Linked DNA regions of Mus musculus: region 1 is linked to region 2. Evidence: chromatin contacts called from public Hi-C data. All regions are on one chromosome and are shown on one strand. The core of a region is the stretch at or near the end of the contact, and the rest is flanking DNA. Distances in the headings are between cores, read along the strand shown.

Evidence for each region. A called contact is a pair of places that touch in the nucleus more often than the background predicts.
Region 1: a contact with region 2 is called in a Hi-C map of bone marrow-derived macrophages, with 29 read pairs. The contact joins the enhancer-like site here to the promoter of P2ry6 in region 2. A contact is called at or near these places in 10 of 39 promoter capture datasets (the C10 cell line, the HPC-7 cell line, cranial neural crest and 5 more), 3 of 15 datasets of contacts at CTCF or cohesin (the NIH/3T3 cell line, large pre-B cells and pro-B cells), 22 of 484 Hi-C or Micro-C datasets (bone marrow-derived macrophages, differentiating embryonic stem cells, embryonic fibroblasts and 6 more), 15 of 115 datasets of contacts at active chromatin or transcription factors (the HPC-7 cell line, SST interneurons, VIP interneurons and 11 more) and 5 of 9 other capture datasets (adipose tissue, embryonic stem cells, liver and 2 more).

The regions. Positions count from the first base shown.
Region 1 is chr7:101,285,133-101,291,333 of GRCm38.p6, forward strand. Atg16l2 (autophagy related 16-like 2 (S. cerevisiae)) reads right to left here. Exons shown (of 18, transcript NM_001111111.1): 15 at 5,450-5,599; 16 at 5,231-5,278; 17 at 5,038-5,139; 18 at 4,484-4,802. The coding sequence ends at 4,715. Among named protein-coding and RNA genes, the nearest start is that of Atg16l2, 14 kb to the right of the region's middle. Within about 2 kb of position 3,584, at least 39 of the 459 cell types and tissues checked have an H3K27ac peak or open chromatin away from gene starts, as enhancers often do. A contact at or near this core is called in bone marrow-derived macrophages and neural stem cells, where this site is marked.
Region 2 is chr7:100,960,099-100,966,209 of GRCm38.p6, forward strand. P2ry6 (pyrimidinergic receptor P2Y, G-protein coupled, 6) reads right to left here and starts at 4,268. Exons shown (of 3, transcript NM_183168.2): 1 at 4,121-4,268.

The DNA of each region.
Region 1 (6,201 bases), core at 2,334-4,833, 320 kb after region 2:
TTGGTTTGTGTTCCCCCTGAGGGCTCTGTGGGTTGAACTCAGGTGGTCAAGCTTATACAGCAAAAGCTTTTACTGAGCCATCTTGCCAGCCATGTTTTTGTCATTCTTTTTGATGGCTGCATATTCCATTGTTTGGCTATATAATTAATGGTTCCTCTAGTGACGGGTATTTAAATAGTATCTAGCCATTTGCTTTTAGGAAATTGAAGCTAACATCATTGTATATACTTCTTTATAAATTTGTTAACAGTGTAAATGTAGAATTTGACAGAAAGGGTTAAATGTTTGCCAAATTGGCTCCAAAAGAACTGCATGAGTTTTTTACATTTCCATCAAAAGTACATGGAGCAACATGGACATAGAAGTCAGGTTTGGGTTAGTAAATCCTGCCTGAGCCACGTGGGGCAGCTACAAGGACTGATCCTGTGTCCTGCAGCCTGAGGAGAAGCCTTCATTCAGGAAGGAGACAAAGTATGTAGCAGAGGGTGGCATACAAACACCATCAACACTATCATCTCTCAGCCTTCAAGGTCTTCAGGAAGAAGGGTCTCCTTCCATCCCCTAGCCTCTTAGTAACCCACAGAAAGAATGGAGTTGGAAGTGCCATAGATCTAGAAGACTATAAGGATACATTTTGTGCAGTGAAAGCTCACTCTCAAGTCTGACACTAGTCTTTTTAATTTAGGCCAGAGTTTAGCCAGTTGTCCTACCTCAGTGCCATCCATGGTGATTTCCTTTGTCACAGGAGCTGACCAGACTGTCAAGCCACAGACTCATTGTTAATTCCCTGACCCCTACCTCTCTAAGCCCAGGCCCTAAGTCAAAGTCAATGCAGGATAGTACCTGGCTTTAGCCCTGCCACTACTTAATAGAACATCTTTTCCTCCCAGCTGCCACTACCCCATTTTTAGAAACGATGCAGTGAAGTGACTTTGATGGGCTTATCCAATTCTCTCCCTAGATCAGTTAGATACAGGAGAAAGAAAGAAAAGAAAAAGAAAAATTAAAAAAACAAGAAAATGAAAATTCAGATCCCTGGACTCATCCCCAGAGACAAGGCAGCCATTATGGTCTGTATTAGGATGCCACTCCTGGACCACACCAGTCATACTGTGCAAGGATTCCAGCCACAGCTTCAGGATTTGGTTCTAATTACTGCCCATCTCTGAGTAGCCTTAGGACAGTATCTGGCTGCAATGAGCCTCTGCATTTATTTAGTTTAAGTTGGATACACACACATACCACACACACAGTGTCAGAAATAAAACCAAATTACAGAAATTTTAGGTCAAGGGGAGAATAAACATTTTTCTTCCTGAAATCCTGCAACTTGACATAGCAAGTTTTGTTTCCTCCTGGGATTTTGCTGGGTTTGCTTTATAAAAGCATGAGCTGCCAAGAACTACGAGAACACCAAAGAGTGTCTTGTTCCTGGACTATTTTCCTTTGGATCAGTGGCCAAGAAAACACATAGGACTCCTTCATGTCTTTTCCTGAGAATGCTGTTCAAGGAACATGTTTCTGGAATGTTATCCTGAAGCATAATAGAGAAAACCTGTGAGTTAGGGTTCACAGGTTTATATGCCAGACACACCAGTAAGGGGCAGGGAAAGAACTGGGTGGAGACCCATGAACAACCTCTGCCGTGCATGGATTTGCCTGCCATAATCTAAGTCTCAGCCCTCAACTTCATCTTTAACTTGGAAGTGAGAAGATAATATAAACTGCCTCAGATCCAGGAAGATTTAGTAAGATGATGTACAAGTGAACTAAAGATAGTTACTAGTGGATATACTTGCAGCAGACATGGCACTTACCCACGGTATATCTGAATCTCACAAGTGGGCCTACACCTGGTTATCAGGATTCTTCTAGAGACTGTCTACAGGGCACTGGAGGGGCTTCTCACATCTTAGGCGAGAGACTCGAGAACAGGCTTGAGCTAGCACTGGCAATAGGATCCCTACAGGACTTGTCTCTTCTCCCTAGGGTCTCAGGATCAGAAAGGGTTGAGCCTAGCCAATTCAGGCAGCAGGCCTCACATCTGTATATCAACCCCTGAAGGACGTTCCATAGTGGGGAGGGGTACATAACAGCCTGGAAAACATTATGACTTCCCTGAGATTCATAAGATAGGAGTGGGAGAAGAAGCTAAACTGGTTTCCACAAGACTAGGCCAGTCCCCTCTACTGAACCTGAGTCTAGTTTTTGCCAAAGAGAATCAGAAAGTTCACCAATATTTTGCTGTTTTGGCCTCTCTAAAATTAAAAAAATGTTTGAACAGTCTTATGTAGCCTAAGCTGTCCTCCAAATCATGATGACCTTGGGTTTCTGATCCTCTTCTAAGTGCTGGGATTCCAGGCATAATATACAATACTCAGTTTCATGTGATGCAGGAGGTTGAATCCGAGCTTCATGCAGGCTCAGCATGCATCCTGCCAACTAAGCTAAGCCCCTTTCATATAGTTGTGCTTTGTGATGCTAGGCAAGCTCAGGCTATTCTAATTTTTATTAGGAACCCTAGGAATCTCTCCTTTGCTGGCCTTGGCTCTTCCTCAAGAGAACTGAAGGGGCAGAGAGGTCCCTGTACCCAGGAGTGAGTCACATTTCCTAGGTAACTCTTACGGGTCATTAAAATAGTTCACTACTGCCTGAGGTACGATGGAAACATCTGCAGGGACTTGGCCCAGATGCTGTGGCTGGAACAGCAGTCTCCCAGGACTCACTCTCAAATCCTAGCACATGCCTCCAGAGGTAATCTTCAGCTCAGAGTCCAAGGTGAAAGAGCATTTGGGAGTGTCAGGTTAGGCACAGCTCTGTGTACCCCTGGTGGAAAAACCCTGCCCAGTTGAGAGCCTCTGTCTCTTGAAATTTTGGTTTTGTGGTGCAGGGGCTAGAGAAATGATTCATAGGTTAAGAGCACTTGCTGCTCTTGCAGAGGACCTGGGTTCAGTTCCCAGAAGCCACATGACAGCTCATAACCGTCCATAACTTCAGTTTAAGATGTCCTCTGTGGGCACCAAGCACGTACACATGCACTTATATACATGCAGGCAAAATATTCAAACACACAAAAAAAGTTGTATAAAAAGAGAGGATGTGGGTTGAAGATGTAGTTTGTACATTGCTTTTCTGACCCAAACAAATCCCCAAGGTTCCAGTCTCCAACACCATATGGGGATACATATTTGGGAGGTGAAGGCCCAGGCAGGAAGGAGGTCACACTCAGCTACATAAATGAGTAAGTCTGCAAGGAGTGATGCGGGAACCATTCAGCTGTGTATAGCTGTGTTACCTTGAATGACAATCTTTTCTCACTTTAGAACGTGCTCCATCACAAATGCTTAGGAGGAACAAATAAGGCTCAGAAGCCAGAGCAAGACCGAGGTCTGGGTGATCCTCAGTAATGGTGGCCACTGGGCGAGTTGGTCTTTCCCAGAAGAAAGGCAGAAAGAAAAAAAAAAAAAACAAAATAAAACAAAACTGCTGACCAGGAAACTAGTGACCCCTGGTGGCCACTGAGAGCTGCGCCAAGGGGATGGCCAAGGCTGAGGAGCTGGAATGTCCCATCCCTGGAACCTTCCACTGTTGAACTTGCAAAGCAAGAGAATATAACCACCCAGGAAGTATTTCCTGGGGCCAGGACTGGAGGCAGGGAATACTGTTCTCTTACAGTTGCTCCCAGTTTTAAGAAGACAGGCAAACTAGAAGTAGGGGACCAAGGCCTCTTACTGAGCCTGACAGTTAAGGATAGGCTGTCAATAAAGAGGTCCCAAAAGATAACCTGAATTGTCGTTGGGAGAGACAAGGACATTGAAGGCAGAGGAAAAAGCATGTGTAGGACCAAAGTGACGAACTTCTCTGAAGGCAGAAAGGGGACTTTTGGCCATGCTGACCATGGTACCTTAGATGCTGAGGGCTGAGGCAGTCAGTGCCTGCCACCCCGACACTGAGGCTGAGGCCAGATTTCCACAAATTCTGAGCTATTACATGTGTGCCTGACTAGACAGGGTTACATGACCCTGTCCAAACAACAACAAAAGCTGAGGAAACTGTATCAGGACAAGTCTAGGGGAGTGAAGGCACCTTTAGAGAGCAGCACTAAGCGCAGTCGCCCCAGAGACTGGCACTGTGGCTGCAAGGGCAGAGGTAACATACAAGGGAAGGAGATAGTGGCAGGAGGCCACCCATCATCCAGGACATAGGACTACAGCTCAGACCATTGTCCCAGGCTCCAGGCAGGCCTCTGCCAGCTATTCCGATGTCACTCTGGTTTATTCACCCTTTCCATCAGGTCCACTCCCTAGATGAAAAGCTGCTCTTTGCTGCCCTTGCCTGAGCCTTTCTTCATGTTATCCCACAGCTAGACTGGAACAGCCCATTTCCCAGACAGAAGCTCTGCTACAAGGCCCTAGCTCTATGGAAAAAGAAGAGGCTAAGTCTAAGTGTCTCTGTACCCACAAATGCTTCAAAGAGGCAAGACACGGCTTAGATACAGTTTTTAACACTGAAGAGAGTAAACAAATAGATTTTAAAAAACAAAACTGTAGTTCCTAACCCACACTTTGATTTTTAACAAACAGGCCAGGTCCTGCCTGGCCCTCACATGAATTCTGTAGTAGACCCCAACCCCAGCTCTGGAGTCCTGAGCACAGGGAAGCTGTTCTCTGGCTTCTGGCTTCAGAGTCCAACCCATACAGGGAACTTGTGCCACTCAGTGCCAGAGCACCACCTTCCTGCCTTGGTCCACACTCACAACGTGGTTCCCGGAGAAGCACCAAGCCACGGCATTAACAGCAGTGCTGAAGAGGGAAGACAGACCTCAGGAGGGCAGCAGGAGCAGGCAGGCAGCCTTACTCTGACCCTGGACATCCAACCAGCAGGCGGTTTGAGAAGCCTCTGTAAGCCCAAGACAATTTCCTTATCTATAAAATGGGCTCTCAGGATGGTAGTAATGAGCCCAAATGCATGCGAAAGGTCTGGGGACATATCAGAACATGGAAGTTTGCGTGTGGAAGTTTTCAGTAGGCTGCTCACCAGTGGGGTCCCTGTAGGCTGGTCTCCAGTTTCCCGGTGTTCACATCCCAGATGTACAGGTCGCCGTTTGAAGAGCCTGCCAGTGCATAGCTTCTGTCAGGGCTGTACAGGTCACAGCAGAACAAGAGGAGAAGATCAGAAGTGTAGGCACACAAACACAGGCCTATGTATAGGCATGACCTCCCAGACGCACCTGAACACAGCTTTGGTCCAGTCAGAACTGCACTTGAAGCCATCTGCCCTGAGGACAGAATAGGACTGCAGTCAGAGAAGCTGCAACCAGTGTTCCAGTCTTCCTCCAGATGTGAAAAGGGACCAGCACTTCAGCAGGTTCTAGTCTAGAGGTTCTACGCTAGAGTGCCTCCCGGGACTTTGCTTGCACAGGAGAGCCCCAACTGGCCCAGGCCAGTACCTGAACACCTGTCGGATATTGCTGATTCGCAGGTCGATAACCTTGAGTGTGTTGTCTCGGGAACAGCTAAGCAGATGCAGCTGGTCATAGCTGAGGTGCAGGGAGGTAACCCGGCCCTGCACGGGGATGACCTGGATGCAGTGAGGGCCCCTGTGGGGTTAGGGATGGAGAGGGACGCGGAAGAGACATCCTTAGACACTTTGGACAGGCTGTATGTGGCCACATTCCCAGGTAACATAGTCTCGAGAAACCCAGGGCGTGAATCACTGGGGCTAAGGCTGACAAAACTACTGCCCCTTCCCACTGTGGATTAGACAGTTGGATCACTAAAGAGTAACAGTGATAGCCAGATAGGGTGACACTGGCAGGTAGTCACAGCTGAGGTCGGAGAATCATAAGATCCTAAGTTCAAGACCATCCTGGAAAACTTTATTGAGATTCTGTCTCAAAATAAGAATATAAAAAGGGCTGGGAGCATTCTCCTAGCAGACACAAAGCCCTGGGTTCAACCCCTAGCAAAGGAGCAATCTCAAAAAGAGGCTGCAGAGACCTGCAAAGCTCTAGCTCTGCCTTTGTCATCCATTCATGCTTAACGATGGGCTTATTACTTTAAAAAGCAGCTATTCTTTTGTTGCTGTTTTTTTTTTTATGAAAAAGTGGTGATAATATTAAAAAGGTGCTTGTCTGTGTTGGCTGTAAGGCCTGGGAAGGAGTCCAGTGCTGACTAAGAGCCGCTAAGAAGGTGGCACAGC
Region 2 (6,111 bases), core at 3,018-5,517:
AAGTGGGTAGGTTCTGCATGCTAAAGTTTTGATTATTTTTGTTTTATGTGTATAAGAATCTTGCCTGTATGTATGTATGCATACATATATTTATGTGCACCACATCCCTGCCTGGTGCCCTCGGAGGTCAGAAGTGGGTATTAGATACCCTGGAACTGGAATCACAGAGGGTTGTGGACCACCATGTAAGTGCTGAGAACCAAGCTCGGGTCCTCTGTGAGAGCAGCAAATGCTCTCAGCCTCTGGGCCATCTCTTCAGCCTAGGTTTTGATATCTTATGAGTCTTGCATTTTGCCTTAAATTTCAGCTCTGTCGGGGAAAAGTTTCCTCCAGGTGCCCTTCCTAAGGACCTACAAGTCATATTATATACATGCCCTGGTTTTACATGTCCTAGGAGCAGTTCAGGAGGGTTCTATGATCCCATTTTACAGATAGAGAAACTAAGATTCTAGGAGGTTTAATAACATGTTTGAGAACCACACAGCCATGAGAAGCTGGTGCCTGGATTCTAACCCAACTGTTTCTAAGCCTTCCCCCCACCCAACCCCCACCATGGCTCTAGCAGCTGTTTCTATTTCTCTGGTGTAACAGAGACAGTGTTTCCCTCGCCTTGGACTAAGAATTGCTTTCAGTGTCACAGAAAATTTCCACCTTGTCCCAGGCCATGGAAACCAGAATTGCCATGGAACGCCTAGCTCAGCTCACACCTGCTGCAGATCTTTCTGCTATTTATTTATTATCTGTGCACACATGCTCATGTGTGTGCTGGCCTCAGCAATATATGTGGAAGTCAGATGACAATTTAAGGAGTTGGTTCTCTTTTTACCATCCCTCCTCCCGGGTCAGGGATTGGACTCAGGTTGTAGGATCTTCGGGAAGCGCCTTTATCCACTGAACAATCTCACCAGTCTGTACTCAAACTTCTGCTCCTGGTTTCCCCCTCCCCCAGCCTATAATTTCTTAAGGGGACAGTGGGTCTCTTAGTTCCTAGGGCTCTGGTACCCAGCATATGGCTGTCTACAAATGCCACTGATGCAGTCTGGGCTCTAGCCACAGACCAACGTGTGCCTGCCTCCCACCAGCCATTACCATCAGTCCCAGTATTGGGCAGGGGAGAAGATAACCATGAGCCTAGGCAGGGTTCTGACCGTACCCAGATACCAGCAGTCAGAACAGCAGGGTAGGATTCTCGGCTGCCAGGTCCACCCAGACTGAAATAGAAATTTACTTCAGAGACAAATGAGGAAGTGGCCCCGGTCCAGGGTGGGTGAAAGAGCGTACTATACAGCCAGGCCCTATGGACTCAGCTCCTTGAGAGACCGGACCCAGGTCCTCTCCCCAAATCAAAGTCAATCACAGGCTTGGACAACTCACCCTTCCTCCAGAGATGCAGGGAAACTCGACTTAGAGCTCTAGGTCTGAAACAAGGTCTCACTCACAATGGGCTTGAACTCTGTCTGCAGCTAGGGCTGCCCTTGAAATTCTGATCTTCCTGCCTCCACCTCCCAAGTGCTCGGATTGCAGCTGTATGCCTCTGTTCCCAGCTTTATTAATTTATTCATCTAGGTAAACTTTTGCTTTGTTTTTGAAACAGGGACTCACCCCATAGTGTAGGCTGGCTTTGAACTCACTGTGGAGCCCAGGCTGGCTTTGCACCCGTGACCATCCTGCCTAAGCCAAAGCGATGCCTTATTTTCTCCCGTGTGCAGCTCATCCTGGCTGAACGTACTTCCCGAGACACTTGCAGCCTCCTGGGTACTCAGTAAATTAATGGGCACGATTTCTTTTACTTTCCAATTTTCTCAAGTGTATTTTTTTTTTAAAGATTTATTTATTTATTATATGTAAGTACACTGTAGCTGTCTTCAGACACTCCAGAAGAGGGCATCAGATTTCGTTATGGATGGTTGTGAGCCACCATGTGGTTGCTGGGATTTGAACTCGGGACCTTCGGAAGAGCAGTCGGTGCTCTTAACCACTAAGCCATCTCGCCAGCCCTCAAGTGTATTTTTGTATAATGTATGTACATGTATGTTCACATGTATGGGGACACTTGGGTGTGTGCTGCACAAGTGTGCAGAAGCCTGAGTTTGGCATCTAGCATCTTCCTCAAGCTCTCTCCACTTTATTCATTGATATGGGCTCAGTTGAGCCCAGACCTTGGTAGCACAGCTAGCTGGCTTGTTCCTGTTCTCACCTCCTGTGCTCTGGCATTATAGATGACCCACCTCACTCACATGGATTCTAGGGATCTGAACCCCCATCCTTACACTTACAAGGCAAACACTTTAACCTCTGAGCAATCTCCCCAGTCACACACTTTCAGCTTTGCATCAAAGGAGTTGTTTGCTCCTTCATTGAGGTGTTCACTCAGCCAGACAGCCAGCACATTAGCCAGGCTGCCACAGTGAAAACCGAGTTAGGTCTTAGGAACTGAAGTCTAGTATTGCCACCAGCAGGCTGAATTCCATGAATTCTGAGATAGGCACTTCTCCTCACAGACCTCCATCTCCCTGTCTGTAAAATGGAATACTAGTAGCATCTCCAGAAGACATTGGAATATCACAAAGATTCAATGGGACAACTGAGGTTCCCAGCCAGCTCTGAGACTCAGAGGGAGGGTGGTGGCATAGAGGAGCCAGGCAGATTCTCAGCACTGAAGACAGTCCTATAGGGACCCCCACCCCCCAGTGAAGTCTGTAGGAACAGTTCCAGGGTGAGGCAAGAGGACAGGCTAGAGATAATAGTTAGTGTTAGTTTCTAGACTATGACCCCCCAACTCTTCCTGGTAAACTAACAAATAGTAAGGATATACCAAAAAAAGAAAAAAAGAAAGAAAGAAGAGAAGAGAAGAGAAGAGAAGAGAAGAGAAGAGAAGAGAAGAGAAGAGAAAAGAAAAAAAGAAAGAAGGAAAGAAAAAAATTTCTCCAGGCTGGCCTTGAACTCATTACGTAGCTGAGGATGACCTTGAATTTCTGATCCTCCTGCTTCTACATCCTGAGTAGGGGCATGACAGATACTCACTGCCATGCCCAGTATCTTGTAGTGCTGAGGATCCAGCCCAGGGCTTCAGACATGCTTTGCAACAAGCTGAGCTTCATCCTAGCCAAATGGAGTCTCAGCAGTAGAAACTCCCACTGGCACTGGAGCTACACACACTCACGAACTACACATCCACACCTTTGTCTTGCACACACATGCAGATGCACCATGGAAGGCATAGCACTTGGTACATGCATGTAATCCTAGCGCTGGGAAGGCTGCGCCAGGTACAAAGCTAGCTTCGTACGTTCCGGAGGTAGCAGTACCAAATATGGGGCGCCTGCCTGCCTTTCCTCCGTCAGGATCAGCAGAGGCAAATGTGAACAGAAACCCTCAGAAGGATTTAGCCCTGCTCCCAGATACATCCAATTACTCTGCTTTTCTTCCCCTTAACAAGCAGTGCCTGGACTCAGGGAATCCGTTTTCCCAGTGGAGTTAACCTCAGGCTACATTGTATTTTAGCATCCTTCCTGCTAGTTCCTGCCAAGGCGCCTGAGCAGCTCTGAGAGTCCCGCCCAGCCCCTCCCCAAGGGACCCTCTTTACTCTCTAAAATTTGACACACACAGAGTTTTGGGTTTTTTTTTTTTTTTTTTTGAGATAGGATCTTTCTGACCTGCAACACACAAGAGATGCACTATGCAGAAGAGGCTAGTCTTGAACTCACAGAGATTGCCTACCTCTGCTGGGATTAAACACATTTATATGCTATATCATCTAGCATAGACAATACTCAGGCACATGCTCAGCTACTTGAACTCACAGGTAAGAAGTTGAGGCCCAGAAAGGGGAAAAAATGTCATGTTTCATTCAGAAGTCAAACTCTGACCTCTGCCTCAGTATTCCACCTCCCCACCCAAGACACAGTCAGGTCCCCATTTCCTTGCCTCCTCCACTCCAGGCCTCTGTGCCTTGTCCCCCGGTGTTGTGCAGCCTAGTTCTGGGCAGAACTTGGTAGAGGAAATAAGAGGAAGGGAGAAGGCCCCACACCCACCCACACCTGCTCAGCCTTCTGCACCCAGCCCGGGACTGCAATGGTGTGCACAGCGGGCAAACACTGGAGGAGGGAAGCACCCTTACCTGAAAACTCCCTCTGACACAGCAACCGCCTGCAAGCCATGAGAACTGGAGCAAGCTAGACTCCCGAAGCAGCCCCTGCCACCAGGCAGTTCTTGTGCCCCAGAGTGCAGGAGTCTGGGAGGTGGCAGATGAGGTAACTGGGACTACCAGGAGGGGAAGTGACACTGTCTCTCAGGCCTCAATCTGGAGATCTTGCTCAAGTGTCTGGCACAAGGCTGAGTCAGCCACTGCCGGACTAGGAGCAAGTCACCCCTAGCTCTGCCCACTCAGCCTAGCGATGGGGACCGTCGGACCATCAGTTTAGCCTGAGGGTTCCTGGGAAGATGGAAGGAGGGAGCACTCAAGGCCCAGGGCTGGGCACAGGGAGGCTCCTAGCTACACACCAGCTCCCCTCCTGGCCTCTCTCAAGTTTGGACAGAGCCTGGCTCCTGCTCATTACTGCCACAGGGAACAATTACCCTGGTTTCTCAGCAGTGCCTGGAAGGCTCATTAAGAGAGACCCAGACCCCAAGATTAAGGAATCTGTTGTCTGTGACTCCAACCATGCATGTCCAGACACCACTCTCCAGGGACCAAGAATGGCTCCTCAGAAAGAGGGTGGCTTGGAAGAAGGGCAGAACAGGGGTGACTCTTCCTCCCTAACCTCCATCCATCCTGGGGCTTGGGCAGGACCAGCAGAAGGCAATGGATAGCTCTGCCTGGGTACTTGACTGGCCCGGACAGCCCCTCCCTGTCAATCGGATTATCCCCTATCCCCTTTCTCCTCGTCTGGTGTCATTTACTAGGAGTGAGAGTGCAGAGCAAAGTCTCTGATCGGAGGTGAGAGCTTTAGAGAAAAATCAAGAGAGGTGTGTTGAGTAGAGTTAGGGTCTCCTCAAGTGGACTGAACTAGGATTTACTAGGTCTCCGTTTCCTGTACCACTTTCTGTCTCTCTCTGGAGAAGTCCACCCAGCCTGGAGGAGACCGTACCTCAAGCCCTACAGGATGGAAGCAGGCCAGGAGCTAAGGCCAGGCAGGCTCCTGGGCCCTGCTTCAGTTCGGAACGCCAATGCTTTGATTTGTGCCCAGAGCCTGGCCTGCAAGCCCTCTGCAGGCCAGAAGAGGAAATACACCCTCTGACCTACCCCAGCAGAGGGGTGGCTCTGGGGCCTTGCCTGGGTTCCAAGACAAGGCAGAGGTGTCTTGTCCCTTGGTCCTCTTCCCTGGCATGTATACATGAAAGAAGAGCCTCACAGTGGAGTTGTGTGAGGGAGCTAACACAGCTCCAGGTGTAGGAAGATCAAGATTCCCTACACAAAGCTTGCTTGGTGGTCCTAGCCTGCCCCATCCCCTAGGCTCCCAACCAAGCCCATTTTTCATACTCTAAGCCCCAGAGGCAGAAAGCATTTTCCCTTAGCCCAAGGATAAGATGGCACTGGTTAACTCTGCTTGAATTTGCTGTGTGACCTTAACCAGTGTCTGTCCCTCTCTGGATCTCAGTTCTCCTATCTGTAAGATGTAGTAGTAATAGCAATAGTAATAGTAGCAGCTGCAGTAGTAAGAATGATGATGATGATGATGATGATGATGGTGGGGTGATGATGATGATGGTGGTGGTGGTGGTGATGATGATGATGGTGGTGATGATGATGATGATGATAATAAATGAAGGCACCCACATCTTGGTGGTACCATGAATGGTCATCACAGTAACTAAAAGGCAATGTGCAGACCAAGATAACAGAGGGTATCACACGTTCCTCACATCCTGAGACCCTGATCTCTCAGGGCCCCTGGCAGCAGGCCCATTCTCTTGATAAGAAGTAAGTGTGACTTCATAGAAAACAAAGAAGTCGCTACTCCCACCCAATAGCAGGCCACTGACAGGAAGATCCCTCTGTCCCTGTGTAGGGAAAATCCTGAAAAGGAATACTGCAGTGGGGGGGGGGGGCAAAGTATCCAGAGGGTCAGCTCCCAGGCGAGAGGACGTGGCAGTCAACCTGGAGGAATG